2 separate regions of the Sus scrofa genome follow, and region 1 is linked to region 2. Evidence: chromatin contacts called from public Hi-C data. All regions are on one chromosome and are shown on one strand. Each heading gives the region's core, a stretch centred on a gene start, on an enhancer-like site or on the middle of the called end of the contact. The rest is flanking DNA. Distances are from core to core; before and after follow the strand shown.

The links. Hi-C and Micro-C count contacts between places; a contact is called where the count stands out from the background.
Region 1: a contact with region 2 is called in a Hi-C map of liver, with 5 times the contacts expected there. The contact joins the promoter of TALDO1 here to the promoter of IRF7 in region 2. A contact is called at or near these places in 18 of 47 Hi-C or Micro-C datasets (alveolar macrophages, blood, embryonic fibroblasts and 12 more) and 1 of 2 datasets of contacts at active chromatin or transcription factors (alveolar macrophages).

The regions. Positions count from the first base shown.
Region 1 is chr2:462,466-469,072 of Sscrofa11.1, reverse strand. TALDO1 (transaldolase 1) reads right to left here and starts at 4,292. Exons shown (of 8, transcript NM_001244935.1): 1 at 4,159-4,292. The coding sequence starts at 4,255.
Region 2 is chr2:371,343-378,449 of Sscrofa11.1, reverse strand. It overlaps IRF7 (interferon regulatory factor 7), which reads left to right and starts at 3,492. Exons shown (of 8, transcript NM_001097428.1): 1 at 3,492-3,722; 2 at 3,807-3,969; 3 at 4,047-4,254; 4 at 4,519-4,577; 5 at 4,678-4,882; 6 at 5,187-5,720; 7 at 5,822-5,940; 8 at 6,011-6,186. The coding sequence starts at 3,703. The coding sequence ends at 6,166. PHRF1 (PHD and RING finger domain-containing protein 1) reads right to left here. Exons shown (of 19, transcript XM_005652789.3): 19 at 6,751-7,100. The coding sequence ends at 6,957. It overlaps CDHR5 (cadherin-related family member 5), which reads left to right. Exons shown (of 15, transcript XM_013989870.2): 13 at 1-449; 14 at 980-1,173; 15 at 1,456-2,001. The coding sequence ends at 1,905.

The sequences.
Region 1 (6,607 bases), core at 3,043-5,542, 90 kb before region 2:
TGCCCGGCGCAGCGGTCTGCACACCACCACGGCGAGAGGAGGGAGGCGGCTGGGAGAGGTGCTGGAGCCCAGGATGGCCCCGGGGGACCGGACACAGATCTTGAACTATTTCTTTCTTAAGGGCCGCACCCAGGGCATATGGGTGGAGGTTCCCAGGCTGGGAGTCTCATCAGAGCTACAGCTGCTGGCCTGCACCACAGCCACAGCAGCACAGGATCTGAGCCACATCTGTGACCTACACCACAGCTCACGGCAATGCCGGATCCTTAACCCACTGAGCGAGGCCAGGGATGGAACCCGCAACCTCATGGTTCCCAGTTGGATTCGTTTCTGCTGCGCCACGACGGGAACTCCACCAACTATCCTCTCTTAACATAAGAGTTCTTTCTCGCTAATCGGCTTGGGGATCCCAGGCTGCCCAGGGCTCTTGGTCGCCCTACCACTCAGCCTCCAGGATTAGCCGTGTCAAGTCAGACAAGTTGCTTTGGCCTTGACGGCAACACGTGGAAGTTCTCGAGTCAGGGACGGGACCCGAGTCACAGCAGTGACAATGATGGATCCTTAACCTGCTGCACCACCAGGGAGCTCTGGAAGCATCTTTGATGCCAAACTACAGAGACGGAGAGCAGGGAAGGAAGGCAGCTGTCAGGCGCCACAGAGCCGAACAGGCGGAAACCAGTGAACTCGGAGCCTAGCCTGCAGCCTGCTCAGCGTCACTCGAGGGCCAATTCCTGGTTCTGACGTCGCATCAGTCACATAAAATGTCACCGCTGGGGAACAATGGGGGAAGGACTCATGGGACTCCGTGGGCTAATTTCACAACTTCCTGTAAGTCTGTAATTATTTCAAAATGACAAGGTGGGAAAAAATGCCCAAGAGTGGCGCTCACACAGGTGCGTCAAAACCCAGAGTAATGCGGCAAATACGGTGCCGGTGCCTTTCATTGGAGAAAATTATTATGTCTTGATAAAGGCGACTTTTAACAAAATCGAAAGCAGAACCAAAGAGTTCCCGTCATGGTGCAGCGGAAATGAATCCGATAGAACCATGAGATTGCGGGTTCAATCCCTGGCCTTGCTCAGTGGGTTAAGGACCTGGTGTCGCCGTGAGCTGTGGTGTAGGTCGCAGACACAGCTCGGATGCCGCATTTCTGTGGATGTAGTATAGACCGGCAGCTGTAGCTCTGATAACACCCCTAGCCTGGGAGCCTCCACATGCCACGGACGCAGCCCCAAAAAGCAAAAAAAAAAAAAAAAAAAAAAACCAAAACAACAACAACAACAACAAACCCCAGGAAAACAAACAACGAAACACTAAGGCATATTTGGGGTCAGCAGATGGGTTTCTGGCTTCAGGGACCCTTAAACTGATGCAAAGCTTGCGGTAGGGTGTTGTTCCGGGAAGAGCGGCCACAGCTTTTTTTTTTAGGACTGCACCCACAACATATGGAAGTTTCCAGGCTAAGGGTCGAATCAGAGCTGTAGCTGCCAGCCTACACCACGGCCACCGCCATGCCAGATCCAAGCCACATCTGCAACCTACGCTGCAGCTTGTGGCAATGCCGGATTGTTAACCCAGTAAGTGAGGCCAGGGATCGAACCCGCATCTTCATGGACACTAGTCAGGTTCTTAACCCAGTGAGCCACAACGGGGAATCCCACAGCTTTCTTTTGGCCATGCCCTTGGCAGGCAGAAATGCCCAGGCTAGGAGTTCCCGTCGTGGCACAGTGGTTAACGAATCCGACTAGGAACCATGAGGTTGCGGGTTCGGTCCCTGCCCTTGTTCAGTGGGTTAACGATCCGGCGTTGCCGTGAGCTGTGGTGTAGGTTGCAGATGCGGCTCGGATCCCGCGTTGCTGTGGCTCTGGCGTAGGCCGGTGGCTACAGCCCTGATTGGACCCCTAGCCTGGGAACCTCCATATGCCGCGGGAACAGCCCAAGAAATAGCAACAACAACAACAACAACAACAAAAAAAGAAATGCCCAGGCCAAAGATCAAACCCATGCCACAGAGTGACCATGCCAGGTCCTTAACCACCACGGAATCCCTCCACAGCTTTGGTTACATTTTCAGAGAAGCCCGTGACTCCCCAAAATAAGAACCTTCAGTTCATAAAAGGCCCACAAAATCAAATGCGCTGTTTATAACTGCGTAGTATTTATGGATATACCTCATCAAGGAGAGGATTCACCATCTGGGCCCAAGCCCAGCAGCGACCTGAGCTGCTGCAGTGACAACACCAGATGCTTAACCTGCTGAGCCGCAAGGCAACTTCGACAAATGCTTTTGGGTGTTTGGTTTTTGTTTTTTTTTTTTTTGGTCTTTTTAGGGCCACACCCACAGCCTATGGAAGTTCCCAGGCTAGGGGTCAAATCAGAGCTACAGCTGCCGGCCTCCACCACAGCCATGTCAGATCCCAGCCGCATCTGCAACCTACACCACAGCTCATGGCAACACTGGATCCTTAACCCACTGAGCAAGGCCAGGGATCAAACCTGTGTCCTCATGGGTACTAGTCAAATTCATTTCCACTGAGCCACGATGGGGACTCCAACAGGTGTATTTTTTTAATAAAATAGTTAACATTCACTTAAAACTTGTATTATTATTTTTTTTTTTTTGGTCTTCTGTCTTTTCTAGGACCGCTCCCACGGCATATGGAGGTTCCCAGGCTAGGGGTCTAATTGAAGCTGTAGCCGCCGGCCTACGCCAGAGCCAGAGCAACGTGGGATCCGAGCTGCGTCATCAACCTACACTACAGCTCACGGCAATGCCAGATCCTTAACCCAATGAGCGAGGCCAGGGATCGAACCTGCAACCTCATGGTTCCTAGTCGGATTCGTTAACCACTGAGCCACCACGGGAACTCCCCATTTAAAACTTTTAAATGTTAGCAGTTGGATTTAGGTGTTTGTAAAAAGAGAAAAAAGGGGGGAGGATAAAATAAGCTACCATTCCCCAGGACCCAGCCCGCCTTGGTGGCCCTACACTAACGCAGGGTGCAGCCAAGGAACCATCCTGTGGCTGCTGCCAGTGAGACCCAATGGAAAACAGGCGAGGCCATCTGGTTTAAAGCACAGGGTAAACTCAAGCCCATGCTATCTCCAACTTTTACACTTAAGCAGCCAAACACGCTTACTCACTCTCCCAGGCTCTGCCAGATAAAGCCTCCGAGTTACCAAAGAGGGATTAAAGCCTGTTTCTCAAGTCAGCATGAGAAAGCAGAAAAGGGAGGAAGTCCCTTCTGTATTGTGTGCCCCACAGAGTTTCGTGGCTTTCCTGAAAATCTTAATTGTTCACAGCCACAGATAATGGACGTTTAGGTCGCCTGGGCTCTGCAGAGGGCAGGAGAGCTAGGTCCCCCCAGGTCTCTCAAAGGGACATGATCCAAATCTAGGTTTTGAAGAAGCTCTGCTGTCCTCCGCGCACCGGGTTTTACCCCCGCAGTTTCTTGGCCCCACGTGGTTCACCTCTAACTGGCCCGCCCTGGCCACGGCCACCAGCGTGCACAGCTGTCCCCTGAGCAGAGGTGGGAAGTGTGTGCAACAGGAGGTTTCAAAAGCAGGTGGTGTCATGGTGGTGTCAAAAGCAGGTGGTGTCATTCGCAGTTTCTGGTCTTTCTGGGCCCGGAACTCCTGCTCCCGCTCAGCGATCAACATTCGCTGGAACTGCCTTGTGTAACCACAAACGGATCCCCTGAGTCAGCTCCAGGTGGACCTGGAGTCTCTTCCAGATCAAAGCACTTGGGCACCGTCCCCTGACACACTGACCCACTGGCGGCTCAGAGCGGGCAGCTCGGAGGAAACCCAGGCGCCGGGCTCCGCGCGAGCTGGGTCCTGGGGCAGACCCCCGGCTCGGGCCGAGGGCAAAGCGGGGCCGGGAACGCCGAGGGCGGGGGCCGAGGGAGAAGAGGGGCGGGGAACCGCGGGAGGCAGGGCGGGGCAAGGGCGGCCGAGGACGGCGCGGGAGGGAGAAGGGGGTCAGGAACAGGGGGCGGAGAGGGAGCGGGGGCGACCTTCGCAGCGCCTCTCCCTCGCACGCCGCGCCCGCTCGCCCCGGTTCCCCTCCCGGACCGCACCGGCCGGCGCTCTGCGAGCAGGAAGCCCCGCGCTGCCGCCCGGCCCGCTCCCGGAGCCCGGGACCCCGCGCGCCCTCACCGTTGAAGTCGCCCGTGTCGGCCACCACGGTAGTGAACTGCTTGAGCTGGTCCAGCGCGCTCTCCATCCTCTGCCGCTTCACCGGGGAGCCCGACATGGCGAGCGGGGGCGGGAGCGGGCGGCCCACAATGCCCCGCGGGCCCTGCCCTCGGGCGCGGCCAATCCGAGCGCGGCGCGGGAGGGCGGGCCGTGCGCAGCTACGCCAGGGCGAGGCCCCGCCCCCGAGACGCGGCGCCCCGCCCCCGGGCGTTGCCGCCCCAGCGGGGCGCGCCCCAGCCCGGCGGCCTCCCGGGCCCTGAGCCCGCCGGAGCTGTGTTCCCGCCCTGTGGTCCCCAGAGCCGTAATTCCGCAGTGATGCACCCCTGAGGGCAGTGATCCCCAGAGCCGTAATTCCGCAGTGATGCGCCCCTGAGGGCAGTGATCCCCGGAGCGCTGCACCCCCGCAGCGATGCGCCGCCCCCCGGAGCGCTGAGTTCCGCGCGCTCCGCCCGCGACGCGCCGTAGTGATGCGCCCTGCCCCAGCGACGTGCACTTGGGAGTAGTGATGCCCGGAGCGGTGTGTCCCCAGGGCAGTGCCCCCGAAGCCATGCCCTGCCGAGTGACGCGCGGCCCCGAGCGGTGCGACCCCCGATGGGCGCTCTCCGTCACTTCCCTCCTCTGTCGGACGCTGGGAAAGTTGGAGTGAGGGTCCACGGGGATCCACAGAGTTAAGGCGGAGGCCTTAAACCCGACCTCGGGCAAGCGGAGTCCCTTCACACCCTGCATCTGGGCCGCCCCGCCTCCGGGGACAATGAAAAGGGCCTTTGTCCCCCTGACACGGTGTGGGACAGTGGCTCCCCGCAGTCAGGGCGCATTTCGCAAGGGGCAGGCGGCCGGGGTGTGCTGGGAGCGTGGTGCTCCTGTGCATGGGCGCCCAGCATGCATGTCCTCCCGGTCGGTCTGGCCTCTTCGCCTGGCCTCACTAGGTCAGACAGGCCTGGTGCCAGGGGAGGGGCTAGGAGACGTGAGGTGGCTTTAATTCAGGGCTTGTTCCATTTTCTCCAGAACCTGAGTCCCAGGATGGGTCCCTGTCTCCCCTGCCTTTCATTCTGGGAACCCACCTCTGGGAATCTGCCCCAGATAAATGGTACTAACTTCAGAAGTGTGAAATAAAGTGGCACGATGAGAAAAATTTAAATATATAACAAATTTTCTTGTTCCCTTTGTGGCTTAGTGGTTAACAAACCCGACTAGGATCCATGAGGATTCGAGTTCGATCCCTGGCCTCACTCAGTGGGTTAAGGGTCTGGCGTTGCTGTGAGCTGTGGTGTAGGCCACAGATGAGGCTTGAATCCCTTATTGCTGTGGCTGTGGTGTAGGCCGGCGACTGCAGCTGGGATTTGACCCCTAACCTGGGAACCTCCATATATGTCACAGGTGCGGCCCTAAAATAGCAAAAAAAAAAAAATTCTCTGGAGTTCCTGCCATGGTGCAGTGGGTTAAGAATCCACCGGCCGTGGCCCTGGTTGCTGCGGAGGTGAGGGTTCAATCCCCAGGCCGCAGAGTGGGATCTGGTGTTGCTTCGGCTGCAGTGTAGGTCGCAGGCGTGGTTCCAGTTCAGTGCCTGGCCCTGGAACTTCCATATGCCGTAGGTGCAGCTGTAAAAATTAAAAAAATTTTTTTTGCCCTTTCTCCTCCCCTCTCCCCGCTGTGCACTGTGTATCTGAATCATGCACGGACCGACCTTCCCCACGGGCAGAAATGTCTGCTCAGCCGCAACGAGCAGCCGTCCAGTGTCAGCCGGACAACCCTTTCATAAGAGCATTCCTTCTTGTGAGAATAAAGGGCCCCGAGGACCCCAAGAGCTGGACTGTGTCAACTGTCCACACTACGTCATTTCATGTCCAGCCCTGCTCAAAAAACGCATTTAAGCATACGCCTTGATGGCTAGTGGGCACAACAGTTCTTGGAGCTGGCTTCTGAGGGGGTGTTTCTGGGTTATAATCCTCAATTTGGTTCAAATCAAATGTTCCATTTCTTTCTTAGATCTGCTGATTCATTTTTCATTGACAGAAGGTGTCCCCAGGGAATTAAGGACAAAATCAGTCCTAGCGAAACAAGAGGGCAGGCGGGCGGGCGGGGGGGGGGGGTGGCACCGTCCTTGAGGCTCTGACGAACTGGTTACAACCAACCAGGTCCAAGGTGGCGGAAGAACCGCCTTCCAGGGACCCGCTGCCTCAGGGGACGGTCATCGTGCTTCGCTAGCTGAGACGCCCGCAGGCACCCGCACAGTTCCAGGCCGGTGGTAAAGGCCAAAACGCGGGCGGCGGCCCAGTTCCTGGAAATCCCTGCCTCTTCTACAGAAGAGTTGGCCTCCTCCTCCCACTTGTTAGCCTATGAAGTTACCCAGCTCATCAAAACTCCCCACCCCTCTGACGTTCCGGCCAGCTGTGGTGTAGGTCACAGATGC
Region 2 (7,107 bases), core at 2,243-4,742:
GCCCCCTGAGCCCTCGCAGGGGTCCTCCACGACCAGCTCTGGGGGGGGCACTGGCCCACGCCCCTCCCTGGGAACAACTCTGAGGCCACCTGCCACCTCCGTGCCTGAGGGGCCCCCCAGTACGGGAACCAGCCCCCCTCCCCCATCAGCCTCACCCAGTGGGGGCTCAGCGACCAGACCCTCGAGCAGCACCACTGCGGAAGCCCCCCAGTCCCCTGAGCCCTCGCAGGGGTCCTCCACGACCAGCTCTGGGGGGGACACTGGCCCGCACCCCTCTCCAGGCACAACTCTGAGGCCACCTACCTCCTCCATGCCTGGGGGGCCCCCCGGTATGGGAACCAGCCCCTCCCCCCCATCAGCCTCACCCGGCGGGAGCTCAGCACAGACCTCAAAGCCAGGAACCTCTCTGCCGACATCCCCTGGGTCCAGCAGGAACCCCTGGTCCTCAGGTAGCACCCCACTTACCCTAGAGTCACCCTCATGCTCTCTGACTCATGACTCTGGGTGGTCACTGTAAGGCAGGGTCCACCCCAGGTCAGCCCATCATGACCGTGCTGACCACAAATCCCCAGGGGAGTCCGCTCTGGTCGCGGGGAGAGACGGGTCTCGGGGGGCCCAGGAGGGAACCTGGGGAAGGTGTGTGGAGGGTGGGGCAGAGGCTGGACTTGAGACCCAGTGAAGTCCCCAGTTCCCTGGGCCATTCACTCCACTGGCCCCATGTGGCCCTTAGCCCCCTTCCTGTGACCTTGGAGCCCCTCCCTCCCACCTGGAACCAGTGGGCACTGATCCCTCTCCCCTCCCGCCCAGCAGCCTGGCCTATCGGGGCCCCCTGGGAACACACAGCTCCTTAGTGGGGGTCAGTGGTGCCCACTCCCCAAGCTCTGGTGGTGGCCAGGCCTGGCTTGCTCTCAGGTGCCTGGCGCTTGCCACAGGTTGGCATGAGCGTGTGACAGTAAGCGGGTGGTGGTATTGCCGGCAGGGACGCCGGTGAACGAAGAAAGCAGCACTGCAGCGAAGCCAATCTCAAACGGGGACAGGCGCTTCTCGACTGTGGAGATGGCGGTGCTAGGCGGGGTGCTGGGCGCGCTGCTCCTTCTGGCTCTGATCGCCCTCACGGTCCTTGTCCACAAGCACTATGGCCACCGACTCAAGTGCTGCTCCGGCAAAGCTCTGGTGAGGCCCTGGGGGTGGGGACAGGACAGGGCTAGAGAGAGCAGAGGGCCGTGGAGGGCATGGGGGACCGAGAGGGAGGCAGCGCGACCAGGGGTCGGTGGAGCAGATGGAAACCGGGTGAAGGTGATGGGGCGCAGACACCATGGCCCAAACAGTGGGGGGGGAGCAGAGAGAGGCAGAGAGCGGAGGGAGGGACGAGGGACCGCCTCGGGGGACGGCCGGGCTGGTCTGAGCCCGCTGGGCTCTGGCTGATGGCTGCCTCCCACCCGCCCCTGCCCCCAGGAGCCCCAGCCCCAAGGCTTTGACAACAAGGCTTTCCTCACCAAAGATGAGGCCAACTGGGAGCCCGCCCCTAGTCCCCCACCCAGCCCTGCCCCGCCAGCACCCCCAAAGCCCGCACCCCCAGATGCTGAGCCCCAAGAGCCTTCGCCCCACAGCCCCGCGCCCTCTCACCGTGTCCCTGAGTCCCCTGCGGTAGCCCCGGATGGGGGCAGCCCGGCAGCCGTGAGGTCCATCCTGACCAAGGAGCGGCGGCCTGAGGGCGGCTACAAGGCTGTGTGGTTCGGGGAGGACATTGGGGCTGAGGCCGACGTGGTGGTCCTCAACACGCCAGGCTCGGAGGTGGATGGCGCCGGCGACTCGGGCAGCGAGGGCGGTGGCGACGAGGGTGCAGACGCGGGCCCGGGCGGCCGTGGCCAGGACGCCCCGGGCACTGACTCCATCTACTTCTAGCGCTGCTTCCCCGCGGCCCCAGCGAGTCCGGACGCCGACAATCGGCTCGGCCCCTCTCCCCAACTCCATTGCCCAGAATAAAGTGACATTGTGGGATCTGCGGGCCTACGTGGGGTCTGCCCAGGGGGCTGCGGGTGGCGGGTGGTGGGGACGTGGCCCCTCTGCCCCTGCCCCGCGGGAGTCCTCCTGGTGGCCCGAGGGGCAGAGAGGGTTGGGCAGGCTCACGCCCTGTGCAGAACCCTGGGCACCATTTCCCGTAAACCACCTGCTGTGCTCGTGGGGCTTCCCAGGCTTGGTGCCAGCTGGTGGCCAGAAAGTTCCTCTCCTGGTCTAACCACGGCCCTGGGGGGGGGGGGGGCGTGCGCTGGGATCTCCCTCCCAACCGACCCAGCATGGAGATTCTTGGCCTGGGGGAGGCTGAGGAGCCAGGAGCTGTTCCCAGGAGCACTCATCTAGGGGAGCACGGTCCTGGGGACCTTCCAGGGGTCACACCTCGGGCTCCTGTGGCCACAGTGTGGGCAATAAACACCCTGGGGTGCCCTCAGGGACACCTGGTCCAGGTGGCTGGACTGCAACCAGAGATAGGGCCATGGGTGGCCCAGAGCGACAGTAGCCTGCAGGCCATCGGCCTGGGGTGACAGGAGTGGCCAGTGGGTGCAGGAGACAGAGATCGTGGGGCCACCCAGCCTGACTCAGTGGGGACAGAGCCCCCTCTACTGGCTTCCTCAGGGATGGACGTCAGGCAGGACTTCCGCCCCAACTGCCACCACACCCCTCATGGGTCACTGGCTTTTTTCCTCATAAAACTGCTCTGCGTTCCGCATGTTTTAATCTCGGCAGAATTTGGGTGTTCTTGTCTCAACAACTCGCACTGGAAAGAATTCAGTGAGCACAGCTGCAGCTCCTCCCACACCCCCGTCACACGAGCCCGCTCCTGTTTCTGCTCCTGGCGCCCCCAGCTCGTCCCACTGCCGCTGCCGCGGCTGCCGCCGGCGCCCCACTCCGCGGCGCCGCTGGGCGAGCAGAGTAGCGGCGGGGCCCCCGAGTCGCCCGCCCCGCCCCCGCCGCCCCAACCCCCGAGTCGCCCCGCCCCGGAGCACGTGACTTCTCCGGCGGCCCCGCCCCCGCCCCGGCCCCATAAAGTCGCTCGCTCCCGAGCCCCCGGGGAGACGAAACTTCCTGCCCCGGCAGCTCCCGGTTCAGGTACTGGGGACCCCCAACCTACGCGGAGCGAGAGGGGCAGGGACGGCCACGTCGGATCCCGGGTTCGCTTCGCAGAGCAGTGACCAGCAGGGGGCGGGCAGCGCGGGTGACTGCGGGGGGAGGGGCACGGGTCCGGAATTGGGGAACCTGGAGGCAGAGGTCGCGGTTGCCGAGGACGAGCCGGGCGGGCGGGGCAGGGAGGGGGCGCCGGCCGCCCCGCGGCCCAGCTGGTTAGGTTTCGTTTTCCTGCGACACGCGGTTTCGTTTCCTTGCGGTCGTCGCGCCCCCGCAGGGCCCATCCCGGGCGCCAGCTCGACACCTGTGGCCCCTGTGCGCCCGCCCTCCACGTCTGCAGTCACGCCCATCGCCGCCTTGGCCAAGACTCACCTGGGCAACGTCGTGGCCAGAGCCCTCAACCCCCATCTGTGACCCCAACACCCGTGACACCTGGCCACACTCACTACCTGTGGTGTGTGGTGACACACGCGCAGCTCTCCTCTCACCTGCGGTTAACACCTGCCTGCCCCCGTGGTCAGAGCTCTCGCCGCGGAGGCCAAGCCAGTGTCTCCACGCCCAGTCCTTGCAGAGGGAGCAATGGCCGCGGCTCCTGACAGGTGACAGCCCGCAGCCCTACCCGGTGCCAACCCCAAGCACCTCGCGGTCCGCGCGTGCCCTGACGCCCGCTGCTCTGCCCGCAGGGGGTGCCCACGCGTGCTCTTCGGAGACTGGCTTCTGGGCGAAGTCAGCAGCGGCCGTTACGCAGGGCTGCGATGGCTGGATGAAGCCAGAACACGGTTCCGCGTGCCCTGGAAGCACTTCGCCCGAAAGGACCTGGGCGAGTCCGACTCGCGCATCTTTAAGGTGGGACCCCAGCCCCGCCTGGAGTGCGGGGGGACCGGCCCAGGTCCAGGCCCGTACTCCATTCCATCCCTCCCCAGGCCTGGGCCGTGGCCCGCGGCAGGTGGCCGCCCCGCAGCAGCGAAGGTGCGCAGCCGATCCCGGAGGGTGCCCTCCGCGCCTCCTGGAAAACCAACTTCCGCTGTGCCCTGCACAGCACGCGGCGCTTCGTGATGTTGCAGGACAACTCAGGGGACCCCACTGACCCTCATAAGGTGTATATGATCAACCCCGAGCTGGGGTGCGGAGGTGAGGAAGGCCAGGGGAGGGCTGCCTGCAGGGAGGGCTGTGCCGCGGAGCAAGCCGCTGCTGGGTTAGATTTCCCCTTTTAGAAACTGGCGTGGGAGAGGCTGGGGCCAGACTGTTGGGGGAAGGTGGGGTAGGGGATGGCCGGGAGGCCCCAGACGGGCCTCTGGGGACTGGTGAAGGGGAGGAGCTGCCCAGGGGTTCACCCCTGGGTGACCCAGTCCAGTCTCAGATCCCCATGTCCCCTTAAACCTAATTCTCTCCCAGAAGGCCCAGGCTTCAACCCGGGGGAAGAGGAGGCCCTCGAGGATGCCCCACCCCCAAGGGTAAGGCCACTCAGCCCTCCTTGCTCCCGGGTTGGGGCTGCCACTTCTCACTGGGGCTGGGGAGCTGCTCACTGATGCCGGCACACTGTCTTCTCCGCAGGGTGAGCTTCCCGGGCCGCGCCTGGCAGCACATACTGGTGAGAGGCTGAGGCACGAGCTGGCCAGGCCGAGCCCTGAACCCTGCACCCCAAGCCCAGCTGGAGATGGTGGGGACCTCCTGCTCCAGGCTCTGCAGCAGAGCTGCATGGAGGACCATCTGCTGGAAGCTGCATGGGGCGTGGATCTGACCCCCCCCGAGGTTCCATGTGAGAGACGGCTGCTCTGCCCTGCAGGGTTCTGGGCCAAGGGGAGGGACAGGCAGGACAGCAGGACCCCTGGGGGGGGGTTGCCCCCAGTAGGGATGGGCTGACCACAGGTGGGCCCGAATAGCCGAGCCTCCTCAGGTCCAGAGCTCCCTGCTTAGAAACTGTACCTGCCACTGGCAGGGAAGGTGGCCCCCAGCCTTGGGCCACAGCCCCAGGCCCAGATGACAAGGTGAGGCGAGCCAAGTGACACGTGGAAGGGAGAGGAGCTGGGGGACCAGGAGCCAACTCAGGCCTTCCTCTCCAGATGCAGGCCCACTCCCAGCCCCGGTGCCCTGGAAGCCCCAAGAGGCGGAGCCCTGCACCACACTCTACCCCCGTGTCTGCACGCGGATGGCAGGCGAGCGGGGCGCGGCCAGTCCCAGCTGCTCACAGCTCGGTCTGCACGCAGGGCCCAGCTTGGAGGCTCTGGACTTGACCATCATGTACAAAGGTCGAACGGTGCTGCAGGAGATGGTGGGGGGCCCCAGCTGTGTGCTCCTGTACGGGTCTCCGGGCCCGGCTGGCGCGGCTGCAGAGCCCCAGCAGGTAGCCTTCCCCAGCCCCGCTGAGCTGCCTGACCAGAAGCAGCTCCACTACACAGAGAAGCTGCTGCAGCACGTGGCCCCCGGCCTGCAGCTGGAGTTCCGGGGACCCAAGCTGTGGGCCCGGCGCCTGGGCAAGTGCAAAGTCTACTGGGAGGTGGGAGGGCCCCTGGGCTCTGGCAGCCCCTCCACCCCCGCCTGCCTGCTGCCCCGAGACTGCGACACCCCCATCTTCGACTTCGGCACCTTCTTCCAAGGTCAGTGACGCACCTGCACCTGCCCCGGGGCTGCGGGGGGGGGGGGGGGGGCGCTCCTGGCCCCTGCCCCTCCTCCCGCTCACCAGAGCCCTGTCCTGCAGAGTTGATGGAGTTCCGGGCCCGCCGGCGCCAGGGCTCCCCACACTACACCATCTACCTGGGCTTCGGGCAGGACCTCTCCGTGGGGAGGCCCAAGGAGAAGAGCCTCGTCCTGGTGAAGGTGAGGGGCAGGGACCCTGGGGCGAGGCTGCAGGTAGCCCTCGCCCGGCCTGACAGCGCCCTACCCGCAGTTGGAGCCATGGCTGTGTCGGACACAGCTGGAGAGCGTGCAGCGTGAAGGCGTGTCCTCCCTGGACAGCGGCAGCCTCAGCCTCTGCCTGTCCCCCTCCAACAGCCTCTATGACGAGCTGGAGCGCTTCCTGATGGAGGTGGAGCAGCCGGCCTAGGGTGGACCCTGGACCCCTCCCAATCCAATAAAAAAATTCCAAGACCCAGTACTGGTGTCCTGACCAGGGGCAGGCCTGGGACTGGGGCTCAGGAGGGACACGGTGGGTGCTAGGCTCACCCCACTTTGTGGGAAGCCGCAGGCCCGTGGGGCCCAGGAAGGGAGCCCCAGCCCCAGTCCACGTCGGGCACCTGTGCACATCTGCTCCTCGTCTTCACCGTGAAGACGCTCAGGCCCCGCTTTAGAACCAACAAACTACCCAGAACACAAGCGCCCCTCAGGGGTCAGATGTTCCCGCTGCCATGAGCACCAGAGGGGCAGCACCTGGGGCCCCTCTCCCGAACGGGGCTCCGTCCATGCTGCACCCAGGGCCTCTCCCTGGGCTTCACAATCTGCCAACGCTGTTCTGCATCGGAGCCGAGTGTAACCTCCAGCAGCCACTCAGAAAACAACGCAGGGCGGGGGACTTGCGGAACAAGGGGCGGGCGCGCAGACGGCTACAGGGGATGCAGACTGCGGAGGCTTAAGGAGCCGCCCCCCACCCCTCTTAACCCAAGGCTTCACCTTTCAAGTACAGAGCCACCATGTCTCTAAAGATAATCCATTTTTGATAAATTAGAACACAATGGGAACAGTGTGTATCTATAATATACATATAAAAAAGTCCAGTTTTCAACTGTGAGCAAGACAGGAGCACAGCCCACGTGTGATTGCAGGAACCCTGGAAACAGGAGCGCTGGGTGCCCTGGAGAGCTCCGCTGCCGCCACCGCACGCGGCACGCCAGGCGGGCTCAGCCCTCGGCGCCCTGGGCGGGTGGCTCCTCGCCGGCCTCGGGCCGCCGGTGTCTGCGCATGTGCCTGTACTTGTCCACGTAGGCCCGCACCAGGTTGCCCACCTTCACGGGGTTGATCTCCCCGCTCTTGCTGTGGCAGATCTGGGGG